Regions from separate parts of the Oryzias latipes genome. Here region 2 is linked to region 1. A link is a contact called in public Hi-C data. All regions are on one chromosome and are shown on one strand. The core of a region is the stretch at or near the end of the contact, and the rest is flanking DNA. Distances in the headings are between cores, read along the strand shown.

The links. A called contact is a pair of places that touch in the nucleus more often than the background predicts.
Region 2: a contact with region 1 is called in a Hi-C map of embryo, with 1.4 times the contacts expected there. The contact joins the enhancer-like site here to the promoter of rnf43 in region 1. A contact is called at or near these places in 2 of 5 Hi-C or Micro-C datasets (embryo and fibroblasts).

Annotation. Positions count from the first base shown.
Region 1 is chr14:20,437,762-20,444,225 of ASM223467v1, reverse strand. It overlaps rnf43 (E3 ubiquitin-protein ligase RNF43), which reads right to left and starts at 3,570. Exons shown (of 9, transcript XM_023962313.1): 1 at 1,921-3,570. The coding sequence starts at 2,142. hsf5 (heat shock factor protein 5) reads right to left here. Exons shown (of 6, transcript XM_004076599.4): 2 at 5,854-6,331; 3 at 5,494-5,778; 4 at 4,722-4,804; 5 at 4,326-4,622; 6 at 3,670-4,167. The coding sequence starts at 6,313. The coding sequence ends at 4,108.
Region 2 is chr14:20,585,102-20,591,565 of ASM223467v1, reverse strand. mtmr4 (myotubularin-related protein 4) reads right to left here. Exons shown (of 20, transcript XM_023962308.1): 13 at 6,012-6,207; 14 at 5,744-5,929; 15 at 4,622-4,792; 16 at 4,348-4,502; 17 at 1,692-3,036; 18 at 1,469-1,579; 19 at 1,293-1,381. Among protein-coding and RNA genes, the nearest start is that of LOC101169059, 6.8 kb to the left of the region's middle. Within about 2 kb of position 2,520, at least 4 of the 8 cell types and tissues checked have an H3K27ac peak or open chromatin away from gene starts, as enhancers often do. A contact at or near this core is called in embryo, where this site is marked.

The DNA of each region.
Region 1 (6,464 bases), core at 2,321-4,820:
TTATAATTATGCCATTTTTAGAAAAGATAAAAAAACCTGCGTCGTTTTTTAGGACATAGTTTCTGCAGAGCGGCACTAGTTTATCAGAAAATCGCCTCTAAGATGTGGATGAGACAGTTGGCACAGACTGTTGACATCATACCTCTGTTTACACTCTCCCCAGCTAGCTTACAGCCCTTCCCATTCCCAAAATTATTTTACAGGTGCAACAAAAATGGTGAGAATATTGGAGATATCCAGTCGTACAGTTTAGATCCAGATTCCAGCTCAGACGAGGAAAACAAAGACGTGCATGGATCTATTTGTCTGAAACTGGATGCATCAGAATGAAGCAGAGCAGGAAGCTTTAGGTCCCACTCCAATCATCTCTTAGTCCAATGTAAAAAGCATTCCCAGTGGTGTTTGTTTCAAACCCCATTTTTTTCCTCTGCTCCAGATTTACCACGATTTGAATTAGGAAATGCTTTGAAATGCAACTTTAATTGTAATTTTGTTTTTATATGACCTCCATCGTGAGCAAAATGCTACGAGAACATTTTAAAAACCCCATTTTCATTGGAGTGGGTCCTGAACCTGATTGATACTAGTCTGGGTCGGAATCAAAACCGCACAGTCAGGAAACCCTGGCAGTTCCCATCTTTAATCTGCTTCATCCGCTAGAAGACGGGGACGTAAAGCTGAACCATAAAGCTGCCTTTAGCAGCAAAAAAGAAAGAAAAAAAACCTGTTTGAACAGGCCTGTGCTGCAACAAAGAGAATCCTGCAGCATAACACCGGGTTTGTGAGAACAGCCTTGGAAAAGGAGAGTTTGCCAAAAAAACTAGGCCCTCCTTGTCCAGGACCGAACCACAATCAGCGATCTGACTTGCAAGAAAACAGACGATAGCAGCCGTGCAGGAGGCAACAGAAAGAAGAAAAGAAGGAGGGATTGACACTGCCGCCGTGCTGACTGGGCCACAGATGGGAATATTATGCTGAACCTTCCTTCACACCTTTAGGGAAACAGCAGCCTGTCTTTGTCCTCCATTGGGCCCTAAGCCCCATCAATCTGCAAAACCGTGTGAGGATTTAAGCAAGCGGGGGGGAAGGACTTTTTTGAAAGAAAGTTGGAAATCCCGGTGAACTAGAGGGTGCCTTTGATCTCAGCAGAACTGCGATGTGTATCATGTTGTCAACATCCCACACACAAACAGCGTGAACCTGGAGGGGAGCACGGCGGCGGCGGCGACGGCTTTTCACCATCCCCAAAGCTGGGCTTTCTCCTCCAAGAAGCCGCATAAAGCCTTATCGGTTATGGGGAGCTAAAGCAGCAGGCTTACCATTCACAAACACAGCCACACCTGATGAGTGAAGGGAGACGAGATCTCACAGCCTCTCATATCTGGGGGCCTCGTTTCTTTGGAGACCGCAAACAAATCCACACAAGGCCAGCTTTGTGGCCCCAGAACTTTAATCCACCACATTCTGAAAAACTGTGGGTTTATATCTAGAGTTCACCCCACCTAGATGTTAGGTGAACTCCAAAAAATGAGTTGCTCCAAAACAAAGCTGTGTGGCCCTGGAAAACCTCCTCCGCCTGACATGTTTTCCAAAGTTCAAATCTAAAACAAAGTAGGCTTAATAAGGCATTTGTCATCACTATTGTTGAAGGAATTTAGACATTCTGTCATCACATGCCCAGCCAGAGGTGTGATATCAGGTTACTCTGCACCATAACTCAGTCACCGCTCAAGGCTTCCAGATCTGCAGGTAAAGGTGCTCCGTTTCTAAAGAAACACATGGCGCCAAAAACACAGACTGCTCCAAGAACCCACGTGTTTTCATTAAAAGAAATAAACTGTTTATTTAAGCTGGAAGCTTTGGTCACATATGATATGTTGGGCGCGTGACGCTGTCAGGTCTGATCCAGGTGAGTCTTACCTGCATCAGTCTTCCCTCCGCTTTCCCGGCGCTACCTCCCACGAATAGTCCCTCCACGACGATGGGCTTCCCCGTGGCCTCGTGCTTCAGCAGAGTCACCTTGATGAGCGCTCGGAGGAGCGGGTGCTCGGACTCCAGGCCCGGCTGGCCCAGCACCACCTGCAGGGCCGCCATGAGCAGCCACGGCCAGAGCCCGGCCAGGCGCCGCGGGTGGACGGTCATGGCCTCGGCTGTGGCGGCGGTGCCCGGCCGCACATGGTGGACTTCAAAGCAGGCGAGCACTGCGGGTTAAAAAAAAAAAAAAAGAAGAAGAAGAAAAAAAAATGGGGGGGGGGGGGGGTCGAGGACGCGTGCGCGCAGGTGCACGCACTTCAGTTTCCCCTCGAATGGACTACTTTACTGATATAATCCAAAATCTTCAGGACCGGAGATCCTCCAGAAGAACCCCAAGGTCCCAGAACTTCCATCCAGCACCAGAGTTAATGCTCGGAAGAGGAGATGTTCCGTGATAAGACGGGCTCTAATGAGCTAGGATCCAGTGTCATAGTGTGAGGGCTGGTGGACCCGAACCGAGGCGCAACAAGGAGTTCAGGGAGCTTTGTGGACCGTGTTTGTCTCCGTGCTGCTGCGTGACCCTTCCCGCATCAGGCGTCGACAGAGGCCGGCTCCGGGGCTCCGGGGCTCCGCAGACCGGCGGTAAATCCTCGGTGGGAGCGATGAATTGAACTTCAAAGAACGGGCCACAGGTTGCCGCCGGTCAGATCAGAGGCGCGCGGGCGAACACATGCGAGGGTTGTGTAAGAGCTTTTTCACGAAGAACGACCAAAGCATATCCTCTTCAACTCCATTCCCCTCTTTTTAAAGTGAAAACCGAGCGCAGCTTCACTTATTACTTTGTAATAAGACAGACAGAGTCGCGACTGAACTCTGTCAACTGCGCTCAATCCGCGCGTAAACACCTTTAATAATAGAAAACTATATAAAATAAAGATCTTACTCCTTTATCTAAAAAATGTGCAGCTTTGAAGAAAAAAACTTAGATCCGAGACTTCAAGGAACCCCGACGGAAAATGAATCGCAGTATATTGAAAAATGCGCACGAGCTCGAGGACGAAAGCGTGCAGAAGGTTTCATGTAAAAGTTCCCCAGCCTCCATTTAGTTCCCGATTGAAGACGAGAGCGTGGACAGACGGCGTGTACAGTTATGACACCGCCTTAAAAGTTTATCTCCAGGACTCTGTCGCTCCCCTGGGATCTCATTGTCACTCTACCTGCTCGTCGTCCCGGTGCCTTCAGGTACAAACGGACATCCCGCTTCTCTTGGAAACTTCGCTGAAAATCGAATGACTGAATATGACAAAAATCAGGTTAACTATTTGTATAAAGACACGTAAGACCAAATATAATAAATAAATCACAATGCATAAAACGCGTATACAGTATAATAATGTTGCAAATGTGCTTTTACGTACTTGGGAGCTTTATTCCACCTTTATAATACTTTAACTTTTCCCATTTCTATAGTTATCATTGTAAATACATTTCAAAGCAAGACCGCTGTTTTTTTTTTCTAAGAACCGAATAATTAACCAAATGTGGTAAAGGTTCGCCGCTTCCGAGTACACTCAAACGCAACACTTTAAGGCAGGCTGGGCGGAGCTGTGAAGAGGCTGCGCGTCCGAAAACGGTTGAGAGGCTCCGCCTAGCGGCCAAACATGGACATGCAACGGTCACACATAAACCGAAATATGTATTTTACGTTTTATTTTCAAATCATTTCAACATGTTTTATAATAGTTATCAAATCCGGAGGCGAAATGATAAACCTCAAGGAAAACAATTCGTAGAGGAACAATATTTTCACAAACTATAACATCCAACAAATCACCTTTTGAAACTAATTACAATTCATTTTTAAACTGCAAGAAGATTAAAATGAGAAAATACAGCTTAAAAATGTGCCATTGAGATGAATTTACACAACCATTAATGTGCATTTGGAACAGAGTGTAACAACTTTGTGGGAGAAATAAACAAATAATAAATATGTAGAAACAGACTGATGTAATTATGCATAAAAGTGAAGTCATAGGAAAACTCCAATCAAATTGTTGAGCCAAAATTAATCAATAAGCTGTGATCTAAACAGGAGATGGGATAGGATGTCACCAAAGAAATGCAGTTACTTCAAGAGTTGCAAACCTCAACGTTTATGGTTTCTTCTTCTGGTGCAGGACCAGCGAGAGCCTTTCAGAGAAACACAAAAGAGATCAATTTAGAGCAAAAACATAATGTTGTGACTGTACAATAAATTAAAACTGTATAAACACACATTAAGCAGATGTAACATTACAAGGAGATTTACTGAAAGCCTTTTTCTTTCTGATGATGCTACAGATGCCTACCTGAAAAACCTCCTCGCTCTTGGGTGTTTGCTGAAGGCGGGAGGGCGGAGACGCTTCCTCCTGTTTGAACACAGAGCTGCTGGATGCATTTGCTGCTAAAGCAGCTGTTGTGGTGGAGGAAGGGGCCAAAACAACAACAGGGGTCTTAACCGGAGCCAGACGAGGGCTGGGGAAAGACTGCATCACCTCATCTGCAATTTGGAAAACTTTGTCCAAGTTAACGTCACAGATCTTTGCGTCCTGGTTCTCCTTTTCTTCTAAACCTTTGGTGTTTGCTTTCTTTACAGGAAACCCAGCCTAAAAATGGGGAAATAAAACATTTTTATTAGCGCACAAGCTGGTTCAGAGTAAACAATGCACAGAATCCAACAGTTTTTGGGTTTGGACCTCCAGTACCTGGTAATAGTTTTTTGGGGAGTACAACCCAGTTTGAAGACCCAGTATTTGGGGTGAGGTGACTGGGTGGCAGCAGCGGCAAACTCAAGAAATAAGAAGAAAAGGTCAGATTAAAGGTCTTTAAACAGTTCCACTCTGATCAAAATAGTGTTTTGACTATGTTCTTATGGCATTTTTCTGATCATGTAGGACATATATAAATAAAATTAAGTGTATAATTACATTTCTGAGTATTTCTTTATTCAAGTCATTGTGAATCAGGAGCAGACATAAAAGAAAAAAAGATCGAAGCAGTGATATGGAAGCTACAATCAGCAGGCCACAAGCTCCCGGCTCCGCTCCATGATGCATCCACTTGTAGACGAATAGATCCATGTAGGTCTTTGTTTTCCTCGTCTGACCTGGAATCTGGATCAAAACTGTACGACTGGGTAGCGGCAATATTGCTCACCATTTCTGTTGCACCAGTAGTGTTAGGTTGGGGTTGTTAGAGACTGAAAGCCAGTGCATGGAAACAGTTGGGGGACAGGAAGTGGGGCGGGGCTTGCTCTGCGCCAACTGTCCCGGCCACGACTCAAAGGCGAATTTCTAATAAACTACTGCTGCTGCTCTGCAGATACTATGTTATAGAAAACCACACAGGTTTTGGGGTTTCGGCTAAAAGTGGCATAATCATAATTAAAATACCTCTAAGAACGCTTTGACAATACATCAAATGATGACCTGAGTGGGACTGTCTGTAGTTTTTCTGTCTTTGGCGTGTCATCCTTACCTGGCCGATAGTAACCAGGTTGATAAAGGCCATTCCCAGCATGGTTTGCTGGAGTCAGTAAACCCTGATGATGGTGCAGGAGTTTGCCAGGTGAAGGCACACCTGTGCAGGAGGGGTTCAAGGTCCCTGCAGCGTCAGCTGGTGAGGAGAGACCTGCAGAGTAAACCCTTTTCATGCACTTTGGTGGCATCGGCGTTCCGCTGTATTGTTTGGGCGGCGGGCTTGGACTAGAATTGTGTGAGAAGGTCAGGAGCTGCTGGGCGGATCTGAGCAGGGACAGGCTTTCTACAAACCAAACACCAATGACCATCAGGAGTCTGTAGATGTTTCTTTTCTGAATGACTCATGGAGCTCTCTGACCTTTGGTCACGTGCTGACCTCCTCCCCGCACTCCAGGTCGACTGGGAAGCCGGGTCTTCACTTCCACGCCGGCGTGGAGCTTGGCTTTATTCCCCACAGTGAACCTCCTGAGACTCGCAACCAGGTCCGGTCGGTTTTGCTGAAAGTTTGCGCTGTAAAAATAATGACAGAAGGCGCTCTCCTGCTGCTTCACGTGGCTCATGGGATCCACCTTCCTGAAGCCGTACAGGTTGAGCTGGCGGACGAAGCTGGAGAAGTTGGTGGTCTTGAAGGCGCCGGCGTAGGGGGCGGCTCCGGACGCCAGGACCTGGCTCTCCAGGAGCTGCTGGTTGATGATGATTATCTGGCCGCTGCTGTCCCAGCAGACGGCTTCATTTCCCGGGTCGTTCACCAGACTCCAGAGTTTCGCTGGAAAATAATTGGGGTTGATGGAATCAGGGAGGGAACGGTGTTCGTCCATGTTTGTAGTCTTTATAGTCTAGAGGATAAAAAAACACGCGTTACCATGCGGCTCAAATAACATACAGATACCTCATGTGGTTTCAATAACGTGCTGATAATTAAGAAACTAAATTAAAACACGATCTAAACCATCTTTTTTTAAATATTAA
Region 2 (6,464 bases), core at 1,271-3,770, 150 kb before region 1:
CCCACCCATCCAACATCTACAGCCTTTTCCTCTTAGTGCATTATGTTAGGGTTTGGGTTTTTCACCATTTTTTTCCCCACCAAACGTCAAATTAATTTTTTTTGTCACTTTTTGTTTTTTTATACATTGAACATATACAAATAGAATGAATAAAAAATAATCAAACCTGAAGTTATGACTAAAGTGTTCATAACCCTTTAAAATGATCTACAGTGTACAATGCTATCACCACAAATATGTGTTTCATGGAGTTTCTTTCCATACTAACACAATAAGACGCATATCCAAAGTGGATGGAAACTGGTTCTAGGTTAGAATATCTCGGTCCGACTCTGTTAAAACTGTGTGTTTAACATGTTCTTGTAGTATTTCTCTGATGGTGAAGGACATATATAAGGAAAATTACAGTATTTTTGGGCACAAGTCATTTTTTGGCAGTTTGGCTGTGGGTGCAAAAATAAATAGCAACAACCACTAGAGGGCACTGTAGGTGTGTCAGTGTTTGCTACTGACAGCAAGGCTGAAGAAGAAGCTGCGCTCAGTAGAAGATGAAGAATTTAACGGATTCAGTGATTTTTAGTGATAAAAAGTGTTGAGTTGAGTTGTAGGATGTTCTTTATGGTTATCTGAATATGTTTCACAAAGCTAAATAAGCATCAATGTGTTACAGTAATGAAGCAGGCAGACATTCAGTCTATTATTGGCATCTATGATTTGCCTTTCAAGATGAAATGTCTTCTCTTGGTCCCGTATTTTTGGGGATGCAAATTTCTGCCGCTCTGCAGAAACTATGTGCTAAAGAACAACACAGGTTTTTTTTGATTTTGCCTAAAAACAGCAGAATCATATTTACAATACCACTGGAAACGTTTTAACAATAGATTAGAAGATGATCAAGAGCCACTTTAATGAAATAAGAGAAAACAAAGGTGTAAATTAGTGCAACTGTGCTGGAGTGGCAATTTTCTATTTTGATGTGGTTCATTAAAATATTTTAAAACAAAAAAGGAACTCAGCCTTAGTCTTTAAAGGACAAAAAGAGGAATAATAGAAATCTACACTAAAAGTAAACTAGCAACTGTCAGAAAGGAGCAGCAGCTTCTATTCTAAAAATAGGCAAACAGAACATTCTTTTTCTGTTTCTAGGCCAACTGTCTGCTGCTGAGACTTCACCCTAAAGCCCTGATTTATGCTGTCTGTGCGAACTGTGCTTATGTTTGTCATCTTTCTGCAGGTTTGTCTGCGGCTGCTGATGTTTCCGTGAGGCCGTCATTACAGGGAAAAGGGTTCACCTGCAGTGATGACGCCGCTTAGCCATCCAGAACTCAGAGTCGCAGCTGAAGCAGTGGGAAGCCATGTGGTCGGGGACCCACCTGGTGACCTGCACAGACACACACACACACACACACACACACATCAGGATGCGCCCCAAACAGAGGCAGTGGCTTAGTGGGGGGGGGTTGCTGACCTCTGCATCTTTGCGCTCCACTCGGTCCCAGCTTCCCTCAGACAGACGGTCCTCGCTGTGGGTGGACAGGGAGTCCTCCTCGTTGCTGTTGTCCGACTCCCGCAGACACGTCTGATCACCAGCAGAGAGCAGCAGAGTGACTGACTGACTGACTGACCACTTCCCGTCTAAAGCAGCTTCACTGAGGAAACATGCTCATCATTACAGAAGGAAGGATACTCACGATGTCATCCTCGTAGTCGATGTCCGGCTCTGAGGGGGGGGTTCCGTACTGTTTGCTCTCCAGCCTCATCTGCAGCTGCCTCACCTGCTGCCGTAGCACCTCCACTTCCTGTTTGTACCCCGCCTCGATCTGCCGCAGCCGCTGCTGCACGGCGTCCAGCGGCACCGGCAGCCCGTCGTCATCCAGGTAGGCTGGCGCTTGTGGGGGAGGAGGGGAGCTCGAGGCTGAAAAAAAGGAGGCCAGCTGGAACTGGTGGGCTGCTAGTGAGTAGCTGTTTAAGGTAGCCATGGCGGGTACGCAAAGGCCGTTGTAGCTCCTGGCAGCAGAGGGCCACCCCACCTGCACAGGGCTGCTGGGACAGCAGAGCGCCTCCCTGCGCGAGCACTGAGACCCGCCCCCCACAGTCAAGCCGTGCGCATGCAGGAGTTTGGTGGCGAGCCGGCGGGACTGGTAGGTGTTGGGCTGCAGTGCCCGGCTCACTCCGGGGTGACTGCAGGCGGACTGGACCAGACCGTGGACACTGTCCCAGTGGGATCCCAGGAGGGACAGCTCTGACAGCGGGTTCTGACAGAGCAGGGGGCGGGCCGACAGCTGGGCGCTGTCCCCCCCTTTGCCTTTCATCGGCTCCTCCGTCTGTCTGTGGGGGTAAACTTGAGTCTGTGGTTTGGGCGGCTCCTCCTGTGGAAGACCTGAGGCTGTGGAAGGTAGGGTGGGGGGTGGGGGAGTGGGAGGGGCTTCTGCTTCCCCAGTGACAGTCTCAGTGGAGTCCTCCATGGGGAGAGGGGTTGGCTGCTTCACAGCAGAGTCAGCAACAGCATTTGCATCTGAGTGTCCGTTGAGCAGCAGGGTGGGGGTATTGGCTGCTGGGTGGGCGTTCTTGCAGGGGAGAGGTAAGCATGGCTCTGAGTCCAGAGTGGGGGGCACAGCGCCGTCAGCAGTCCTGCAGGGGCTCTCAGCCTCCAGAGGTGGAGGGAGTGGAAGGTCGGTGACGTGAGCTAAAGCTTGGTGGAGGACAGGAGTGGAGCAGGAGGTGTGCGAGTCCCGACTGACGGAGGGGAGGGGTGGAGAGGGCAGTGGCTGTGTGGTGAGACAAGGCTCCGCCCGTCCGTCTTCAGGGTCCTCTGCCCACGGGACAACCACGGCAGTCTGGGTGGGACTCGGATGGTCAGACTGATCTTCCTCTGGGTCATCAGAGCCGTGCGCAGACAAGGCCGACGAGGCCTCGGCTGCACCGCGGTCCTCCTGGCAGTGTTTGTTCAGATTAGGGTCACTTGATGTACGAGTCAGGGGCGTGCCGTTCTCGAAGGCAGACAATAGGTTGTCCATGGAGCGTGTTTTAGGAAGCCTGGATAACAGGGATGAACACAAAAACAGGAAATGTATAAATACCCTTTACTAGGGGTGTAACAAGTAATTGATTAACCAATAAATCAATTTCTATTCAAAGCAGATCAATCTGTCGGAGTCAGAGAAGAATTGACTGATATCATTAAAAAATAGTTTTAAAACTGATAATCAAATCGATACAGGAAAATACCATACGGACTGAGGCATTGTAAGTTTGATTTACTGTAAAAATGACCAAGTGCATCACAGCAGACAACAAACATGTGATGTCAGCAAAAACTGATCAGTCCATCATTCCAGTCCAATGAGTGGAAACACTTTGAATTCAGCAAAGTCATGTGACCACACAGTGTGCTAGAAATAATGTTCCCTTTGGATTCTTTAATGCGGTAAAACAAAATGTGAATGGATTTGACATTTTTTCTTGCTTACTTGTTTGTTTGTACAGATTTAATTTACTTTTGATTATTTTAAAGGAAATACAAGAAATCTGGAAAACTGCACTGTTCAGTATTCAGGTATTTCTCTGAGTCACACTGGTTGAAGTTTTGGCTAAAGATGTCCTGGATCCATTTTAGGCCAGTGAATTGGATCGAATCAGATCATTCAAAATGAACCCAAATAGAAAGTTGTTAAAATAAATATAATACATACATGTTATACCCCTACCACTCACATGTGCAGTAATAATATCGATTCTCAATTGTGGGCACTAGAGGGCAGTCTGAGTCTTCAGAAATCTCAGCCTGAAGTCCCACTCTGATCATATAAAGGTTTTCCAGTGGTCTTTTAATTATGATTATGCGATTTTTAGCCAAAAATCAATAAACTTTTGTTGTTTTCTAGGACATAGTTTCTGAAAGTGGCGATTCAACACTAACCTACTCCCCGGGCGAGTAAAAAATGATCTATATATAATGTATTAATCTGAAAATGGAAAGTGCATCAGAATGGAGCAGTACTGGAGTTTGTGGCCTGCTGACTATATTTTCTACATCAAAAATACGCTCTTTTTCAACAGTATTTTTTTGTCTGCTTCTGATTCACAAAAATTGAAATAAAGAAATTCTCAAACACAAATTTTAGTTTTATTTTCTTCATATTTGTCCTCAATCGTCATAAAATTGCAATAAGAGCATGTTAAAAATACTAAAGAACATCATTTTCATCAGAGTGGTCTTTAAGCAGCTACTGTGATTTCGCTAAAGGCCTACAAAAATAACTTTGGAAACAGCCTGTTGTATTTTGACAAACCAAAAACTGCCGACACAGATGATCGGCGACACAGCCATGCCCTCTGCAGACATACCTGTCCAGCGAGCGGGAGGTGAGTTCCTCTCCTGCGATGCACGGGGGGAGGTAGAGCTCCACAGACTCATCCACAGCCGTGCAGGGGGAGGAGGTGGGCAGGTACACAGCTGTCCACAGCTGTAGTGCCCGAGTGTGGCAGACAGGCTGCAGCACCTGACAGATGAACAGAGACGCGGACGACTTCAGGAGAAATCAACAATTCTGAGCATTCAAGCTGGAAATCACAGCCTGCCGTTTGTTGTAAAATGGGGGGGGTGGGAGGGTGGGGGTACCGTGTCATGGCTGGGGATGTAGAGGAAGTTCTGGAAGTTCTTGTTTCCGGTGCGCAGCAGGGACCACACAGAGCAGGTGCGCTTATAGATGTTCTTGGCCTCCCTCTCGCGGGCGTTGTTGCACAGAAAGGTGCCATAGAGACAGGAGTAGGTGTGCTGCACCAGCTTGACCTAAACCGCACAAAGATAAGACGCGTCAAGTCAGGCTGTTTCAAAAATTCATCTGCTGTTTACCAATCACAGCAGATGAACCGCAACAACGTGGTGCAGCGGTAGGGCAGTTGACCCATGATCGTAATATTGCAGGTTCGATTCCCGCCTTGCACACCCCCTGTGTCGAAGTATTCTTGGTAAAGACACTGAACCCCACCTTGCCTCTGGTGGTAGGCTGGCGCCATTGTTCGGCAGCGGAGTGTGAATGTGTGTGTGACTGGGTGAATGGGTCTGGGACTGTAAAGCGCTGTAAAGGGCCTTGTAGGTAGAAAAGCGCTATACAAGTATACGCCATGTAAACTGCTTTTTTTTTTTTAAAACTACATTTTTGTTTTATAGCAGGGGCTGGCAAACCTTTTGATCCGTGGGCCACCAAAGGTTCTAAAAAATGGACAGAAGCGCCGAATGAAGAGCAGATGGTGGAGTGTTTTGGTAATCCACCTCTTAAAAGACAGAAATGACAGGCAATCTGGATGAAAACATGCTTTAATTTGGATTGGAAATAGATATATATATATATTAAAAAAAAACATTGGAGTTTTTATTCAAAATTGTGGCTTTTATTCTCATTTTAGTGCCAATTGGATTTCTCGGGTGATGTCTCTCAGGGAAAAAAAAACGCAAACTTGGATAAATGCTGTGTCTTCGTGTGGTATTGGAATGATAGGAAAAATGACTGTTTGACTGGGAAAACACAATAACATCAGAAAAACAACAAATCTACCAACAGCACATGAATGCAGGATAACTTCTTGCATCCAAACAAAACATTAACAAGGATTACCAATATAATGTACTTCAGGGTATATATTGCCCCCGGGCCATAGTTTGCCCACCTCTGGTTTAGAGTATTCCTAAAAACGTCTGCTGAGGTCGTTTCTCAAAGGCAGGGCCTGGAAAAGCACTCACCAGGAAGGCCTCGTTGTACTCAAACAGGCAGGGGAACTGTTTGAGCAGCTGGTGGACACAGTCCAGCCACTGCAGGAAGACAGGACACTGCTCGCTCACATCATCCGCGCTCTCCTGGTGGCCACAGCGGTCCCCGAACTTATGACCAAAGTCCAACCACTCTGTCTCCACCAGCACCTGGAAACCCTGAGAACATTCACGGGGCTCTGATGATTCTGTAAAAAAAACACAAAAAAACCCCCAAAACCCTCAAACCAGGCGTGCTTACCTCTAAAGTTCTGTAATACGGGTCCAGCAGAATCTTGGCTAGGGCTACTATCTGCGGTGTGCGGTCCCACCCGTCTGAACAATGAACCAGGACGGGTCGACCTTCCCGCTCCATGGCTGAACACACCAGAGTGGATGCCTTCAACATGACAGACAGGTGCTGCAGCCAGCGGGTGCTCTCGAGTGCAGACAGCCAGCTGCAAACACAGGAAGGTCTGTTACACAACTACACAGCAAGAACAGGTACCTGCAAACCAAACCTGGAGCTACGCCTCTGGATTTTCGGGCACATTCTCACAAGTTATGTTATACAGAGCACACAGTCAACCGAAACACAAACAGAAAGGCCGGACAGCACAGACACGGCTGCAGCTGGCTGCCCCAGCAGGAGCGGTACAGCTCCACTGCAGCGTTCACCGTTCCTGTAGCCATTAGAACAGGGGGAGGTGGGGGG